2 separate regions of the Sus scrofa genome follow, and region 2 is linked to region 1. Evidence: chromatin contacts called from public HiChIP or PLAC-seq data. All regions are on one chromosome and are shown on one strand. Each heading gives the region's core, a stretch centred on a gene start, on an enhancer-like site or on the middle of the called end of the contact. The rest is flanking DNA. Distances are from core to core; before and after follow the strand shown.

Region 1 (4,419 bases), core at 193-2,692:
TGGAAACCTCATTCATTCAGGTCCACTTCTCAATATGGAAAAGAGCAACTCAGACCTGGAAGCACCACTCTGTTTTTCCCTCCCCACGTAGGTGGAATTCAATATAGCCTTTATATTCCTTAAAGAGCTCCAACTCTTCTAAGCCTACAGGCTTTGAATAAGTGCAAACTCATCCATTGCACCTTCACCCCCACATTTCCACTTCCTGCAAAGGAAGTTTACAATACCCAGAAACCAGGCAGTCTTCCCAAGTGATTCAGTGGTCTCCATGCCATGGTGGGGGTGAGGGAAAAGATTCAAGACAGTTTCCCAAAGGGTGGCATTTAAAATGCTGATTCTTGGGTTCTACATTAAGATTCTGATTCAGGAGTCTGGGCTTGGGACCAAAAAATTCGCATTTTTAATAAGTGCCCCCAAGTGATTCTGATCCAGGCGGTCCAGGCCTACACTTAAAGACACAGTGATAGAATTGGTTTGAGAATGCAATACCACCTTTACAAACAAATCATCTTCTACAGCATTGATTTCATTTTTTCACCTGATTTTGTCAACTTCCTGTTTGGTTTCTATTCAGCATTTACTGAGCAACTATTGTTTGCAGAGAATTGTACCAGCAGCTGCTTTCCCAGTGTGTTTGGGCTGGATGGAAGACATTGGGAGAAAAGTGTAATCACATCAGTGAGCTATTTCTCAACTTCCCGGAAAAAATGACAAATTCACCTTTTCACATTTTGTGAAACAGATAAACCTAAACAACTGTATTACCCAACTACATTTACCATAATTTACTAAGCTTTAGGGTACCAGTCAGTATATGTCAGGGCCTTGCTGTGAGAAGGTCACTTTTGTAAGGAACTGCTATGGTTCAAATCCTACCTTCTCCATGTACATGATATGATCATAGACAAGTAATTTAACTTTTCTGTGCCTGTTTCCTCATCTGTAAAATAAGGCTATAGAACCCAGTTCATTGAATTAACCAGAGAATTAAATGAAACTAAGTGAGGCAGAGGACTCTAAGAATCTAATATACTGAGGATTTATTCTGTTTTTCGGTTAAGGCCTCAAAACCATTGTGAGAACACCAAGAAATGCCCCCAGAGGTTGATTTGGAATTCTAGGTGAAAAAAGTGGAATTAAACTTTATGTTTAACTCAAGCAACTCAGGTGAATTATCCTAACTAGACTGATGTGGAGTTCTTGTTTGTTTTGTAAGATTCCCTAACGCGATTTCTTTGGGATTTCTGTCCCAGTGATGCCACACTCCGCCCCCAAATCCCCCTCCACAAGCCTGGTTCATGTGGGACACGGAAGCCAGTGGTCCTAGGCAGGTGCCCCAGGGGATAAGGACCGGGACCAGGCGGGCTGGGGAGGTGGACCCGGAGCCCAGGCCCAGGGGTGGAAGGGTTTGGTGATGACCTGGGTCGCGCAGCCCAGGGGCCGCCTCTCCCCAGCCGCCCGCTCTTCTGGGAGGATACCAGCGGGCGCCGGGAGCGTGCGCGGCCACGTGACGGCCGCTATAAGAACTCTCCGGGCGGACGCTAGGCTCCAGCCGCGCCTCCTTGCTGGCAGCACTCCCTCTCGGCGCCTGGCTTCTCCAGTCACCAACCTGCGGCTGCGGCGGCCGCCGGCGCGCCCGGGAGCACCATGACAGGTACGCGCCGCGCGGCCCACCGCCGCAGCAGCCCCGGGACCGCGGGCTCCGCGCCCCGCGCGGCCCCTTCACCCCGGACGCCTGCCCCTCCGCCGCGGGGAGCTCCAGGCAGGACGGGGACCGCCGCAAAGTTGCAGGCTGGCCGCAGCCGGGTGTGTCGCTTCCTGCGTCGGCAGCTGCTCCGCACCGCAGGGGCCCGAGCGGCCGTCCAGACCTCGGGGCGCGCCAGGCAGCGCCTGGGCCCTCCGCCGCAGCCCCCGTTCCTGCTTCCGTCTCCTTGCCCTTCCTCCTGCGATCACCGTGAAGGGCGGGTGGAGCAGCTGCAGCGGGGTGCGTGGGGGTGGGGAGCTGGCTTCCTGGGGGCGCCGGTCCCGAGCTCCCGAGCGCACCGGGGTCCTGGGGCGCCGCCCCCACCGCCCGCGGGCAAGGACCCCTGGAAGGGGCGGTGCGAGAAGGGGACTCGGGCGGCCCCGGCTCGGCTCCTCTGCCGCCCGCCCCGGCGCTGGCCGCCACACCGAGCCTATTTTTAGGCCTTTGGGGCTGGGCTGCGGGAAGCCGGAGCCCGGCGAGCGCCCCCGCGAAGCCGACCCTGTGCGGTGGGAGGGCGTCGGCTCACTTGTTGCAAGGTTTCGCTTGGCGAATCTGCCCCCAAGGACCGGGGGGCCCCGAAGTAACTAGTCCTTCCCGTGCTCTTGAGGCTGATAGCGGGGTTATTGCAGCAGTTGAACTGCAGAAGGATTGCAGATGTATCTCAGAGTTCGGCCTTCTCTAAAAAGGTGAACTCCTACTCAGCTGTCATTAGTCTTTCCTGTTCCTTTGCTAGGTCTGGCGATTTAGCTTCTGCTTCTCAGCATTTGTCCTGCTTCATTTGGGCAATCATCCGCATCCCTGGTTCCTGAAATCTTTGAATCCTGCTTACCTTATTAAACTTTTCCCCATGATCTCCTGGAATCAGGACCATTTTTGTATTAAAACATCATTATGCCCCAGATTAAGTACCCTTGGGGCAGGCTGACTGATATGTTGCCATTTTGTGATGGGTTGAAGGAACAAGTACAGGCAGAGGTTGATGGGTATGTCAAGGGACTGATGACCCTGTCCTGAGCTTTCCTCGAGCCGGTGGCCCTCCAGTGTTGGGGAACACCAGTCTTTCTACAGCTCAGCGGAGAGTCCAGTGCTATGCGTGAAGATGGCCCTCATATCCGCAGCTGGGGGTGTGCTGGCCCACTTTGATAACCTCTCACTTCCCTTCACTTCTCAATGGAATTTCCACTGCTTCTAGCCTTCACTTTGGAAAATGGACAAAGAATGAGAAAACCTAAGACAGAGAGTGACTTCATGACAAAATGTCCCAACTCCTGTTTTGGGCAGTGGTACCCCAAATGAGCCCTACCAGAGCTTGATCCTCAGCATCCTGTTCATTTAGATCCTCTCAACTTGCTAACGTTAATGTTTGGAGATGGAGTGTGCCCTAGAATCATCCCAGGGAACGACTAGAGAAATCCTAAAGGCTGGGCTGGTGACCTGGGGAGGGTGGGGTTTGTCCAGGAGGAAGAATAAGCCATGTGTTTGCCTTCAGTTAACTGATTATTGGAGATTGAGTTTTGAGTGTGTGTGTGTGTGTAAGAGAGAGTTAGTTGGCAGGCCCCAGGGTACAGGGTAGGGAGTACTGCTTGCTTCTCCAAGGAGAAGGAGGCTGGCTTGCTAGAGCTTGTGAGGTGCTCCCTGAATCTATTTAACAGCAGTAAACCACTCTTTAGATAGAAGCATCAAGAAGGGAAGACCTCTTGGGGGAGGTGAGGTCTGAGAGAGGCTCAGAGTGACTCTTGAGAGGTGGTTGGGTGGCCATGAAGTCTTTGCTCCAGGTTGATAAAACAGTATAGAGAGCCTGAGGCTTGGCAGATACAAGCACCAGAATGAAGAATATAGCCTCTCCTTTCAGATGCTTTCATTGGAGGCTGTTGGCTGGATTTGTGCTTGGCTGAAAATACTGTCTATGGTACCTTAACAGGAGAAACAGAAAATGCAATTCTTGATCTCTTCATTATTGCCTGTTAATTGCCTGAGGTTCACCCTCTGGGTGTTAAACTACTGTTTAGTCTGAGAATTTAGCATGTCTGGACTCTAAAATGGGTTGAATTTTTATAGCTCAAACACCCTCTTGAAGGTTGCCAAAGATTTCCTGCTAAAGAATGATCTTGAGCCATTCTTAAAATGGGCATTGGGGCTCTCCCTCACCACTCCACCCTCAAGAGGTTGCTCTTCTATTAATGGAGCAAGTGGCTCTAAAAGAGCTGATTTTGCCAAATTCCTGGTTGAAAAGGGTCCTGGAGTGGAGTTTTCTAGGTAGAATAATGTAACGAATGTGTTTTGTTTTGTTTTTTTCCTCCTTGTATTAAGATCAGGCCTTTGTGACACTGACCACAAATGATGCCTATGCCAAAGGAGCTCTGGTCCTGGGCTCATCCCTGAAACAGCACAGGACCTCCAGGAGGCTGGTTGTGCTCATCACCCCACAGGTCTCGGACTCCATGAGGTGAGGACCTCACTGCCTGGCTGTTGGTGGGACTCTAACATCCCTCTCCCTTGTTTCTGGATTCAGCAAGCATGGAGGCCATATCCTTTCCAGCAGTTAAGGGCCTGTGGAGAAAGATGAGAGTTGCTGAGTAAAAGATTCCTGGGTCTGAAACCTCTTCCTGGCTCTTGGGAGATGTTCCCACCAAGCTCTCTCTGAGAGGCAGTGGTCTGGCCCATGTGCTTACTGA
Region 2 (4,116 bases), core at 823-3,322, 140 kb after region 1:
TCCTCACCAACAGTTACTATGATGGGTCTTTTAAATTTTAGTCATTATAGTAAATGTGTGATGGTCTCTAACAGTGGTTTTCACTCATATTTCTCTACTGACTAATGATGCTGAGAATATACTGGGATCCTAATGCCCAACATGATGGCATTGGGAGGTGATTAGGTCTTGAATGGTGGAGCCCTCATGAATTAAATTAGTGCTCTTGTAAAAGAGATCCCACAGAGCTCTCTAGCACTTTCCAGCAATTGAGTACAGAGCAAGAAGTCAGCAGTCTGCAAATCTGAAGGGGACCCTCATTGAGCTATTCTATGTACATTTATGGTGGACTTTCCATCCTCCAGAACTTTGAGAAATAAATTTGTTATTTATAAGCTTCCCAATCTGTGGTATTTTCTTATAGCAGCCCTCATGAATTAGGACAGTGGCCAGCTGCAAGCCAAGGAGGGAGGCCTTAGGAGAAACCAGAACTATAGATACCTTGATCTTGAACTTCTAGCCTCCAGAACTGTGTGTGTGTGTAGGGGGGAATTTGTTGTTTAAGGCATCTATTCTAGTTATGTCTGCCCTAGCCAACTAAGCCAGCCTCCCATAAGGAAATGAGGGCGTGCCTACCGCTGTCCCTGTATTTGTAACAGGAATACCAACAGACAGCTCCTGACAAACATGGAAACCAGGCACATCCTCTACCTTCTCTTGGCTAGCATGTCTAGTCCCTAAGAATCTTAGATGAGCCAGGTGCAAGTGAAGGGAGAAGTGGCTATCTCTAGAAGGGGCTGGGGTTCCAGACTTTGAGCAAATTGTAATTTTAGTCTTGAAATTTTAATTTAGTACTAAAATTATAATTTTCAGTCTGGAAGGAGAAAAATAATCGAAAGAAGATAATAACACAGGTGTTGGTGGAGAAGGGGGTATTCATTAGCATTGTACCTAAAAGAATAGGTTGTCAGCTGTGTTAGGTTGGTTGTTTCCTGTATGAGGCTTTTTTGAATTTTTCGCCCTAGCTGGCTGACAAGAATAATCTCTTTGTTCACTTCTTGGCCTCGCTGAGTTCACTCCCTATTGAACTGACTCCCTATTGGTTGGATGAAGAAAAGGATATTACTTATGGGAATTTTATTCATCTAAAGGGCTTAGGAAGTGGAGGTAGAGAAGTTTAATGAACTTCAATCCATTTGCATCTAATTTGTAAATTCTAAGAAAGGGCCATGAGGAAATTTTGCATTTTCTTTTAGGTTCGGACCCTGCGTGTCAAAAGTAAGACAGCGACCCTCAGTCCATACTTAGGTTTTTTTCTGGATGAACTGGAAAAAGTAGCTCCAATACTTGCTTCATCTAAATCTTTTTTCTACATCTCCACATTGAGATGTCAGGAATAGATACAGAATACAGATTACAGGATAGTTTTAGTAACAGTGGAGGGAGACCCCTAGTCAGTCCTTCTGTCCTCTGGGGTCAAACAGTTGTAGTGCATTAGAGGATATCCATGATTCTTCAGCAAATATATATATTGAAATTTCCAGTATTTCTGAGCAACTCCTGCGTGTTTAGTCTGGAGCTGAGTTGCGCATGCCACTTCGGTTTTTGCAGGCCTATCCTCCAGAAGATCACAGGCTACTGGGGAAACGTAAGTGATGACCCTGAAGCAAGTACAAAATGGTACATGAGAGCAAATGATCAAGCGTTTAAATGTAGTCAAGGGCCTAAAAATCTCACCTAGCCCATAGCAGTAGTGTGAAAAGATGAAGCGAAGGACGTATCAGTCCCTGCACCCGACCACCTCTGGTCGCAGAATCACAGTCGGCGCTAAGCCGCTGGGTCAGAAGCCAAGGGCCTGAGAGCCCGTGGGGCAGGGCCGCGGGCGGCGCCTTGCGGCGCGACCTCTCTTCTTGGCCCAGCTGAGGTCTCTTTAAGAATCGGAGCCCAAGGCAGGCCCAGCTGGTGTTCACGTGACTTGGCTCCGTGCAAACGCTCGCGGAAGTGGTACAGCCTCCTCTTCTGCCCGCGCGGGGTCTCCGGCCGCCGCGCGGGTCTCCCGGCGCCCCGCGGGGTGGGCTGGTAGGAGCCAGCACCGCCGGGGGCCCTGCAGCCGGTCGCCGAGATGGTGCAGTTGTATAACCTGCACCCGTTCGGGTCGCAGCAGGTGGTGCCCTGCAAACTGGAGCCTGAACAGTTCTGCGGTGGCGGACGTGATGCGCTGTTCGTGGCAGCAGGCTGCAAGGTGGAGGCGTTCGCCGTTTCGGGGCAGGAGCTGTGCCGGCCGAGGTGCGCCTTCTCAACGCTGGGCAGGGTGCTACGCCTGGCCTACAGTGAGGCAGGTGAGCAGCGGTGGGGTCAGGGGGCTCTTGGGCGCCGGGTTGGGGCCTCCTTTCTAGAGCACCGAGCGACGCCGACAGCTCTGGGTGGGGAAGGGACTTGGTGCTTGCGGAGGTTCTCGCCAGGTGGGGGCTAATGGAAGGTGTGCCGAGCTGTGCGGTTGTCCTGGCAACCACAGGTGTGAGCGTCTGGAGGGAGGGAGACGCTGATAGTTACTCCTCTTCTGGCGCCCTCAGGGGAAATTCCCTTGGTTGGGTGGCTGGATTCCACTCAACCCAGACACTTAAAACCAAACCAAATAGACCTCTTTTAGAATAGAAAACAAGTCCGTACAAAAGTAGGGAGAACACTCTCTTGAACCGCCCCACTTGCTCCCTCTTCAACAATTGTGCCTACTCATGGCCTGTCCCTTTACATCTATACATTTTATCTACCTCTTGTCGACTTTTGAAAGTTTACATTACATTTTGAATCTGTGTACGTTGAGCTCAGATCTTAGACCCCCTTTCACCCAAACAGGGTGCTAGCATGCAGTATTTTTCCATCAGAAAAGTGAAGCAGTATCAAGGGGGTACTGTGTGGGCATACTGCTATTTTAGAAAAATCCAATATTTCAAAATAGGTGCTTCTTTGTATAACAGAAGAATTCGTCATAGGATTCTTTTAACTGCCTAATACTGCACTTAAAATTTGAATCCTGATTTTAAAGAAGGTTGTAAATGTGTAAATTGCAGTCTTTAGGTGGAAAAGCCTGTGGCTCTGGTACTTACCAGTAAAATGGAGAGGATTGGAGATCTCTGGCTAATCTCTATTCTGTAACTGGTTGGGTGTGAGTTTATAGAAACTTTGGGGTCTCAGTTTTCATTAAAAAAAAAAAAAAACAAAACACTAAGTTGACTATTAGATCAGTGATTTCCAAATTTTGGAATTTTCTGGGTCGGCAAAAACTGGGGCTATTATACACAGTATTCGACTGTTCGTTTTGTCAAGTAAAGATATATATTTTTTTAAAAAAGTCCTACCATTTACTGTCATCATTATTTATAAAAGGAAAAACACTTAGCCACAAACATGTCTTTGCTTTATAAGCAGTTTACTATACTGTTTTTTTTCTTTTTGAAAAATGACTACATCAGCAGGGGCCTGCAGGTCCACAGACTAGTTTGAAAACCACTTATTAGATCTGTGAGTTCTCTTTCAGCAGAAGATTTTGATTTTGGTATTATTCTCCTAATCATTTCACAATAGTGGTAGTTTTCTCCATCCCACCTCCTTTTCATTTTTTATTTAAAAAAAATTTGGGGGGGAGTTCTCGTTGTGGCTCAGTGGGTTAAGAATCCAACTAGTATCCATGAGGAAGTAGGTTCAATCCCTGGCCTTGCTCAATGGGTTAAGGATCCAGCTTTGCCAAAAGTTGTGGCGTAGGTATCAGATGCAGCTTGGAGCTGGTGTGGCTCTGGTGTGGCCTTGCAGCTGCAGCTCCAATTTCACCCCTAACACAGAAACTTCCACATGTTGCAGGTGTGGCCCTAAAAATTTTTTTTGGGAGGTGGGCATGCCCATTGTATGTGGAAGTTCCTGGGCCAGGGATGAAAACCAAGCCATAGCAGTAACCAGAGCCATAGCAGTGACAGTGCTGGATCCTTAACCTGCTGAGCCACCAGGGAACTACCACCTCCTCTTTAGAGTTAGGCATTCTCACCTTTAAGAGCTCTATTGAGTGGCAAACTCACCAGTTTCAACATTAGTATGTGTTTGTGTTTTGGGGGGTGGGGAGGATAGACAGACAGATACTATGTT

Evidence for each region. HiChIP or PLAC-seq counts read pairs in DNA pulled down with a chosen protein or histone mark.
Region 2: a contact with region 1 is called in an H3K27ac HiChIP or PLAC-seq map of alveolar macrophages. The contact joins the promoter of HPS3 here to the promoter of GYG1 in region 1. A contact is called at or near these places in 1 of 47 Hi-C or Micro-C datasets (embryonic fibroblasts) and 1 of 2 datasets of contacts at active chromatin or transcription factors (alveolar macrophages).

The regions. Positions count from the first base shown.
Region 1 is chr13:89,219,644-89,224,062 of Sscrofa11.1, forward strand. GYG1 (glycogenin-1) reads left to right here and starts at 1,443. Exons shown (of 7, transcript XM_021069597.1): 1 at 1,443-1,654; 2 at 4,055-4,190. The coding sequence starts at 1,648.
Region 2 is chr13:89,358,876-89,362,991 of Sscrofa11.1, forward strand. HPS3 (HPS3, biogenesis of lysosomal organelles complex 2 subunit 1) reads left to right here and starts at 2,073. Exons shown (of 17, transcript NM_001098588.1): 1 at 2,073-2,318. The coding sequence starts at 2,102.